Regions from separate parts of the Mus musculus genome. Here region 1 is linked to region 2. Evidence: chromatin contacts called from public HiChIP or PLAC-seq data. All regions are on one chromosome and are shown on one strand. Each heading gives the region's core, a stretch centred on a gene start, on an enhancer-like site or on the middle of the called end of the contact. The rest is flanking DNA. Distances are from core to core; before and after follow the strand shown.

Region 1 (4,551 bases), core at 1,366-3,865, 1.1 Mb after region 2:
CAAGTACTCTACCACTGAAAGATAACCCAAGCCCTCCATGGTCTCAGCTGACCAGGTTGGCTCCAAACCTGAAATCTTCTGTTTCAGCTGAGTAGCTACAGGGACTGCAGTTGTGAGCTGCAGATTTTCCATCACCATCCTTTGGCCTAACTACCCACTCTCACAGTTTGCCATGCCTTTAAGTTATACTGATGCAGCAAGGACAAGCCATCACCTCTATGAGCAATCTTTCCTGTCCCAGTGAGGACAGCCAGTCACACACTGTGTGTGACTACTCTCCCTTTTATGGATTCCTTTTTGAGGAGCTAAATTATTTCAGACTGTCTTTTTGTGTCTTACCCTCATTTCCCCCAACTCATCAACTTGGAGGTGAAAAATAAACCTTATATCTTCTTTATATCCCTCTCTTCTGCCGCGTATACAGTCCACATCATGCATACAGTACATACTTAGTGCATGTCTACTGCATGAAGAAGAAACAACGGGCAAACATACTCAAGAAAAATAGTAAAATACAGATCAGCACCTATCCTTTCTCATGCAGGTAAAAGAATAGAAGGTTATTCCACATAGGAAAACTGAGAGGTAAGGGTACAGCTCAGTGGCAGAGTGCTTGCTTTAGTGTGCACAAGGGCCTGGGTTCAATTCCCAGCACTGGAAAAAACAAAGAGGTAAGGGAATAAAAGTGTAAACAACACAAATTAATACCTACCAGTTTTCTGATTAAAAACACTCCCTATAACTTTCAAGCCTTATTGATAAAGGTCTTTCAATTAGCAAATAGTGTAGTACACACCTAGATTACATAGAGACCTCAAGTCAAGTCAGTACTGTGGGGATTTGAAAGCAAATGAGCCACACCCAATGGAACTCACATCGGATGGCAGAGAAAAGGGGTCAAGAGCGTGGATCAGGACAGCAGTGACGGCAGCAGAAGGGACAGCTGTGTGTGTGTGGGGGGGGGGTGTGAATCGTGTGTGCCACCCATGAAGGTCAGAAGAAATCGTTAGATCCTTTGGAACCAGAGTTATGGGAGGTCGGGAGCCACCACGTGGATGCCAGAAATCAAATCCTGGTCTCTGAAAGAGCAACAAGTACTATGAACTGCTGAGCTAAGTCTTCAGCCCCAATTCTTAATCTTTTAAATTATTTGTGTGTGTGTGTGTGTGTGTGTGTGAGAGAGAGAGAGAGAGAGAGACAGAGAGACAGAGAGACAGAGAGACAGAGAGACAGAGAGAGAGAGCGCCTGTCTGTGTGTGTGTGTAGGTCCAAAACAATTTAACTCAGCCTGTGTGTGTGTGTGTAGGTCCAAGGACAACATGAATCATAAATCAGAAACCGCCTTCATTTTTCCATACAGGCCCTGGAGATTACACTCAGGTTATGAGGTTACGTGGCTTTGTAGAACTTCACTGAACCACTTCATCTGCACCAGATACTTGATATTTTTGCCTGGATTGCTAAGAGAGGGTAATCCTGGGCTGCCAGAGAAAATACTTTAAGTGGGTTCATAAAATGTCCTTTGGTTTTCCCTCTCCCAGGTAAGACCCCAAAGGAGGGAGGCATAATGCTGAGGGAAAGCACCAAACTGGGGTTTGAGAGCCCTGAGTTCCAATGACGGCACTGCCGTCTATAATGTCTTCCACTTTATGTTGCATGAGTCCTGGCCTTCAATCACTAATCACTCTCTGACACCTGTCATGTACAGGAACTACATCAGATGCTGGCAATACACTTACCTAGCGATGAATCAATATGCCTTCTCTGCTAGAACTAACAGTCTAGTAGTGAAGTAAGACTACCCCTTTCGATTCTGATATTTGGATGTGGCAGAGTACACTACGGTAGAAAGGTATAAGCATAGCTCCAAACTCAGAATACCTGAGTTCAAATGCCACTACCAAATGACTCGCGTTGGGCAAGTTTAACTTAGTCTCTCTCTTCTCATTTTCCTGTCAAGGAGGATTAACAGTGGTACGTGCAATGCTTTAGAAACGATGGGACGCTGTGTGCATCGAATGGCTGCCATTTGGTCCCTGTGTCAAGACTCACCGCTTGCTCATTCCGCATCCCAATGTACTTGATGCCCAGTTCCTGGGCAGCAAGGGCGATTTCGGTCACGGGGATGCCTACGACACCGAACATGTACTCCACATCCTGAGGGTAGGAGGGAAAAGGGGCAACAAACAACTATCATCAGGTGACCCAGCCTTCTTGCCCTCCCGGGGGGTCCAAAGGAAAGACCTACAGGACCCCCGCCCCCGCCTCCTTGCCCTCCGTCTCTAGGACAACGCGAGGTCCCCGTCTGCTTCTGTAGAGCCTTTCACACCCGAGGGATCCATCGTACTTGAGTTTTTAGAGCCTGGGCGATGACTTTAGCACCAGACACCTGCTCCTCGCTTCTGTCGCTACCCTCTGCGGAGTTACTTTCTGGCATCTTCCACCTAAAGTTACTTCAAGGCACTCTCGCAGCTCACAGCTTCACTAGCCTAAGAGTTGTTGTTGGTGACACCCGCTTCTGACAGACAGGAGGGCAGCCCAACGGATTTAAGCAAAGGGGAGAAGGGGCGGGACAAGAAGTCAGTCCTTGGTGAGGCGATCATGTAAGCACGCCCATTCTCCAGTCAGTCTTTTCCGGACTCCGCCATCAGCAGGAGGCGGGACGAGCCGGAGGCCGCGTCCTATGCGAAGCAGGTAAGAAACCCAATCTCTGAGGATGCTCGCCTTGGTTTTGTCCTCCACTAGGGTAGCGATACAGCTCAGTCCGGTATGGAGGGGATGGCACATCTGGAGGGTGACTGCAGAGACCAGGCGAGGAGGGGGCGTGGCCCCACCGCGCCTCCCCGCCCTCGCCGGGGCTTCCCGCTGATTGGAGGCAAGCTACGCAAAGGCTGCTGGGACGCGGGTAACTTGGAGAGTGTAAAGTTGGAAAAAAAACAGGCTTTTGGGTACAGTGTCGTGCTCCTGTGCCCTCTGATTTTATAACTCTGTGGTTTTGCACCCCACATCATGTGCACGTTCCAGAAGTCTGTGAGCAGAGGTGTATTCTTAATCAGAGATGACACCAAAATTGCTCAAGAGATAAACTTATTAACACCGTAGCTGCTCCTGCCCTCTGCCTGGTTTATATTTACTTATTTTGTTCCAGTTGGGTATCACTAAGGTCTGTTAGAGCCATTGCTTAATAATTAATGTATGATTGCTTAACTTTTACCAAAGTAATAGTGTTGGTTTTCTACTTACTGGTTCATGGATTAGCCTGCTTGACCCCTGGCATCGCGTGCTTTGTAGACATTAGTGGATTCTTGGCCCCTTAACACCGATTGCTTTCTCAGAATTACTGGCAGAACACTTTATGAAGGGCAAACTGGACCCTGATGGGAACAAATCACTGTGATTCAGATCGAATGGGCTTTTGTTTGTTTGTTTGTTGGTTGGTTGGTTGGTTGGTTTATATTTATTAAGGATCAGTCTTCAACTGGCCATTTTTGCCATTTGGCAAAGAGAAAACTCATTGAGCTGGTTATTGCCTTCGCCTAGCAGTTCAAGGTACAGCGGGCCTTGCTTCCCTTGCCTGTAGAGATTAAGCAGAAGTGACGTGACTGTCTTCCAAGTGCAAAGTCACTGCTGTTCCATCCAACTTCAGTGTAAGGATCCCAGGCGCTGTAATTTATACAGAGCACTCTGTGTGGACTTGGAATATGTTAATCATACTCCCTGTTATTTTTGTTGGCAGTATGCTTAAAATGTTATTTGTTATTTTGGTGAGATTTGGCATCGTAGCGCCAGATGTGGTGGCTCACATCTGTAATCCCAGCACTTGGAGGCAGGAGCATGTCGACTTCTGCGAGTCTGAGACCAGCCTGGGCTACCTAGTGAGTTTCAGGATAGCCAGGGCTATGTAGAGAGACCATGTCTTTTAATTACTCAAAGAAAGAATAAGTCATAAAAGCAATACTAGTGACTGACCCTAGGACTTTGCACATATTAGTCAAGCACTCTACCACCGAATTATATCTCAGGCCCTAAATTTTAACTTTCTTAAAAATCAGACGGCAGGGGTTGGAGAGATGTGTTTAAGAGCAGTGACTTCTTCCAGATGACCTGATTTCCAGCAACCACATAGTGTCTTACAACCATCTGTAATTCCAGTTCTGGCAAAGCCAATGCCCTCTTCTGGCCTCTGAGAGCACCAGGCACACACGTATTATGTAGACATACATGCAGGCAAATAAGCCATAAACATGAAAAATAATAATTAATAAAGCCTTAATAATTAAATTAATTAATAATAATTAATAGCATTAGTGACCTGTTCTCCACAGAGCAAATCCAGGCCTCAGAGTCCAGATAGTGATTGCTTTAGGGATCTAGCTCTGGGATGGTGAGGAGTTGCTTGACAACTTTCTTCCAAGTGGGTGAAGATAACCTCAAAGTAGCTGGATGATCTAGAAAGAGTTGTAAGACGGGTGTGGTGAGGCCGACCTATGGGACCCGTACTCAAGGAAGCTAAGACAGGATCTCACGTTTGAAGCCAGCCTGGGCAACAGT
Region 2 (4,831 bases), core at 776-3,275:
CACTGAACTATGGCTGAAATCCATCATGAACTGAGCCAACCAATGTGGAACCCCAGGATAAAACAAGATCTTAGACACCTACAGCGGCCAAGAAGAAGAGTTAGGAACATCTTTACTAATATGGGTACATAGCAGTTAGCATTTTTTTTACTGTTATCACATGCATATATATATATGTATATGTGTGTGTGTGTGTGTGTGCATGTATATGCACACACACACATATATATATATATATGTATATATATATATATATATATATATATATATATATATATATATATATATATATATATGTATATATATATATATATATATATATATATATTACTAACTATAACCCACTCAGTCTGTAGAAAGTTACTGGTGTGTATGTTTTCAAGGTTGACCATTTGGTATTGGGTAACCACTTGGTATGCTCTTTCTGGGAGAAGACTACTTCTCCCACTCTCAGGATTCCTTAGTTGCCTGTAGATCTTTGTGTAGAGTTGAAAGAGAGCAAGGATGGATGTATGGAAGGGATTGGAGGGAGGAAAAGGAGGAGAGAAATGTTGTAACTATTTTATAATTTTAAAAAGGACATTCAGATATATAGAAATGAACATTCAGAAATAAAAACATATACCTCTCTAGCTTATGTTTCCATTCCCAAATAGATTATAATTTTCCACTGTGAAGAAGAGGTGGAGGAGGAGGGGGGAGGAGAAGGGAGAAGAAGAGAACAAGGAAGAGGAAGGAGGAGGAGGAGAAGAAGAAGAAGGGGAGGAGGAGGGGGGAGGAGGAGGGAGAAGAAGAGAACAAGGAAGAGGAAGGAGGAGGAGGAGGAGAAGAAGAAGAAGGGAAGGAGGGGGAGGAGGAGGAGGAGGAAGAGGAAGTTAACATCAGTGTCATTGGACAGGTGGAGAAATGAAGAACTGGACTAATAATCACTGCCCTCAGGTCCATGGGGTTGGAAGGCCCAAAGGCTTCTGAGGTTTGTTTGCCTCCTTGACCTGTTGGTGAGCAGAGGACAGAGGTGGCACTTGCCTTGCCAAGGATCTGATAGTGGAACACTCCGAGACCACAACACTCCAGTCCCAGGTCCAGCCCTTGGCAGTCAGGCACTAGGAGGGCCAGCCTCTTTGGGCAGAGCCAGCAGAAGCCAGGGGCTGTAACAAACCACACTGGCAGTCTCACTGGGACACCTGGGAAACAGGCCAGGCAGGGAGCGCTTGGGGGAGGGGTGCTCACTTGCACAGGGCCCATTGTCTCATGACTCTGAGTTTGAGCTCTGTGGAGGACACAGAGAGGACCTGGACCAAAGCTGTACTGGTGCCTTCCTCTGCCTCTGCCCAGCACCCACTCACAGGCTTGCCTTTATATCCTCTCTGTAAATTGCAACAACCTCCGCCTCTGGAAACGGTATTGACCCGAGTGTGTGTCATGGATCCAATGAGACAGATCCAACGAGACTGTGAAGGCAACGCTTTCTGTTACAGCTGCTCAGTCCTCTCAGCTCCACCAGATCTGGTAAGAGCAGTAGGTGCTAACTGTCTCTACAGAGGCAAACCCAGTAATCTCTCTGAATCCACTCTTGTCCGTTGGCTCTAGTAGTCTGAGACCAGCATACTCCTAGTAACTTCTCAGTATTACCGTTTCTGGCAGTGTATATTTATTCTCATGTCTGGGATCTTTTTGGACTGAGGATAATCTGCTGCAGCGCTACCCACCAACCCTGTAATCTCAATCTAACCTTGCCAAGCCTCAACCTTTTCCTTAGAAAAGTGCAATTACTGATTAGTATCTCTCTTCTCAGTCCTACCCAAGTCAGCCGCGGAACTCTGAGCCATGCTTAGAACCAGGAATAGTGGCGAAGTTACTTTGTTGCTACTGTTTGTGTGTGATTAATTCCAACAGGGCACTGTGCTGGGAGAGAGCCCCCAGGCCTGGCGACTTCCGAGAGTCCACTAAATGCGGGGCGTGGCCAGAGGCCACTCGTCGGCCTGGGGTGATTCGGCGCCCCGCCCCACCTCCGCCCCGCCCCCCATGGGCGGGTCCTAAGGAGTCTTAACGCGCCCGCCCGCAGCACCCGTCCTCGGTCACTGCTGGTCGCTTCCTGAGCCGCTGCTGGCTCTGTGTCTCTGTCCTCAGCGTTCTCGTCCTCGTCCTCGTCCTCGTCCTACCACGCCATGGAAGGTTACCATAAGCCAGATCAGCAGAAGCTCCAGGCCCTGAAGGACACAGCCAATCGCCTGCGCATCAGCTCCATCCAGGCCACCACCGCGGCAGGCTCAGGGTGAGCGCGCGCTTCTGGCGGGGCTGGGAGCCGGGTCCCGCGGCCTCCCTGGCTCCGTGTCGCGTAGCACGATGTCGCCACGAGGGCGCGGTCAGATGGCGGAGCCTTCCGCTGCTCCGGAGCGGCCGGGTTCGACCGCGTGGGCCTCAGGTCTCGCGAGCACCTCCAGCCGGCCCGGGCTTCCCGGTTCTCGCTGCGCCCGGGCGCGCCTCCTCGCTCTGCGGCTGCAACCCGGAGGCCACCATGACTGCTGGCGGGAGAAACCTGAGCACGTGTGGGCTCCAGCTCTCCACCAGCATGTTGGTTCCACTGGTTTGCAGATGGGGAAACTGAGATTCCGGCTTTATATCAGTTGTCCAAAGTCACAGTGAGAGCTGGAATTTCAGCCCTTGCAATGTAGGCAGAGAATGTGTGTAGAGCCCACCATTTTGCAGTAGACTGGGGGCCCACCCTTCTCTGCATCTCTAACCACGCTCCCCTCCTCGACACTTCTTGCCTCTCCTGCTATGTGTGGGCTGGGGTCCCGGTGCTGCTGAAGACTCCAGGGTGGGGGCAGGGAGGTGACGATGCAACACCAAGAGAGGCTTAGACCCGAGCAAGGAGGTTGGAGTGCGAGTCTGGGGAGAAGGGAGCTTGTAGAAAGAAGGGGCGAGGCCCACGCGAAATAGGAAGTTCTGGGCTAACGGTGTTTGCACACTGGGTGGTTTCAAGAAATTCTAAGGTCTCCATTGGGCCTGGTATGAGACCTTGAGACAGAGAGATCTGGGCTTCTTGGAATGGTTTGGGGTTCTGGGGAGGGAGATTTTAGGAACCCAGACAAACTGTGAGCTTAGAACAAAGACCAGGATTCTGGATTTTGGCCAGTTCCATACAGAACATATTATTAAAGGAGTGCATTTCTCTTGCCTTTTACCGTGGGTTCCTCCTTACTTAGCCCTTGTGCTTTTAAGACGGGATGTCCTCAGAAGGTTTGAACTGGGAACCCTTTGCCACCCAACTTCCCATGCATACTTTGGACCTGTTATCTGTCTTGGCTTTAGATTGCTGCCTATGATAGAGGGTGCTCCCTGCCCAATTAAGAGACCTGACTTCCTTTTCTCTGGATTTCCTCAGTGTCTGGCAGAGACACTGTCCTCTCTACCTAGCACAGAGTAGGTCTTCACATCCACATCGTTTATTACTTGTTCTTTACTGGCCCCTACATCTCCCTCCAGGTCTGAAGTCTAATCAGAGGGTCAAAGTAGTTGACTGGCTGGTACCTATGCAGCTGAACATTCTACAATGCTGGATACGCATGTAGACCTTTCCAGGATCAGGGAGAAACTAAGTGGGTATTCCTGGGCCACACAGCGTCCTGGGGTAGCATTCTGATAATCAGTTTATACATGAAGACACTGAAGTGTAGTACGTTGATTTCCCCAGACTGGTAATCAGTGGCTATTTAGTACTGCCTGCTGGGGGCCTGGCCTATCAGAAAGTCCTCTTGGGCACATGGGCGGCATCAGGCTGGAGGAGCAGGGAAAGCCAAGTTCAGTTGAAGAGAAACTAAGTAACATTTATGGCTCTTAGGAACTTCCAAAGCAGGGGTGGTCTCCAGGGGAAAAGGTTGAAGGTGGCTACAGAGTTACACTGTTTACATTGTAGCCTTAGGCAGTCATTGAACTCTGAAAGAATCCGTGTACAAATGGAAGTGGTGGGTATCCCATGCAAAGGCTAAGTGTACGGGTTGCCAGTTCGGTATATATATTTCCCTTGCAGAAAAATACTACTTGGAGAAATCTTGTTTTTCAGAAGGGAGTAGCATTGTTCCTCAACCCCTGTCACAAGAATGATTTTGAAATGTGTGTGCAAAGAGTGTGTGCGTGTACAGAAAGTGTTTGGGGAAGACTTGAGATGTGAATGTATTTTGGCTGTGAATGTTTCTTTGGATGCTCACTACAGTGAGAGTTCATAACGTGAAAGCAGGCTCAGTTCTGAAGTTCTGACCCAGTCAGTTGCAGACAGCTGAACTGGCCACCTAACCAGTCTGTTCCATCTTTTTGAACAATTTTGGGTGATGGTTTCAGGATGGCAAGAAGTCCTGAATGAACAGACTTCCCGTAGTGCCTCATCAGCACTGTAGACAATAGACTTACTTCACCAGGCCACAAAAATGAGTCCACTGGCTTCTGTGTGGGGAGCTGGGTGGACAGTGCGTCCACGGGTCAGACTTTCCCGGGTCTTTTTCTGCATACAGAGGCGGCTGTGGCAGAGGTCCAACTCATCCAAGCTTTATCAAAGAAACTCCAATGGCGTTGTCAGAAGTGGCCAGGTTGCTGTGGCTGCTAAGTGTTCTCAGCCCTCACTTGCAGGGCTAGGTTGTGTTAGCCAGATGGAGGCCAGTGCCACCTGAGGATGCATCAGAGTTGGGCCTGACTTAAAGGGGAAGTAGTCTGAGCTTTCAGCTAGTCCCTTAGACTTTGAGGAGAGTGAGTACCTGGGAGGATAGGGTAGACCCAGCCCTGGCTTGTGAGCACAGGAGACAGATCTAACCTAACCTGTCTCTGTTCTGAACAG

The links. HiChIP or PLAC-seq counts read pairs in DNA pulled down with a chosen protein or histone mark.
Region 1: a contact with region 2 is called in an H3K27ac HiChIP or PLAC-seq map of microglia, with 6 times the contacts expected there. The contact joins the promoter of Btd here to the promoter of Tkt in region 2. A contact is called at or near these places in 1 of 39 promoter capture datasets (erythroid cells), 1 of 115 datasets of contacts at active chromatin or transcription factors (microglia) and 1 of 9 other capture datasets (pancreatic islet).

What each region holds. Positions count from the first base shown.
Region 1 is chr14:31,638,442-31,642,992 of GRCm38.p6, forward strand. It overlaps Btd (biotinidase), which reads left to right and starts at 2,616. Exons shown (of 4, transcript NM_025295.4): 1 at 2,616-2,694. The coding sequence starts at 2,684. Hacl1 (2-hydroxyacyl-CoA lyase 1) reads right to left here and starts at 2,524. Exons shown (of 17, transcript NM_019975.3): 1 at 2,348-2,524; 2 at 2,053-2,157. The coding sequence starts at 2,437.
Region 2 is chr14:30,547,106-30,551,936 of GRCm38.p6, forward strand. Tkt (transketolase) reads left to right here and starts at 2,026. Exons shown (of 14, transcript NM_009388.6): 1 at 2,026-2,275. The coding sequence starts at 2,169.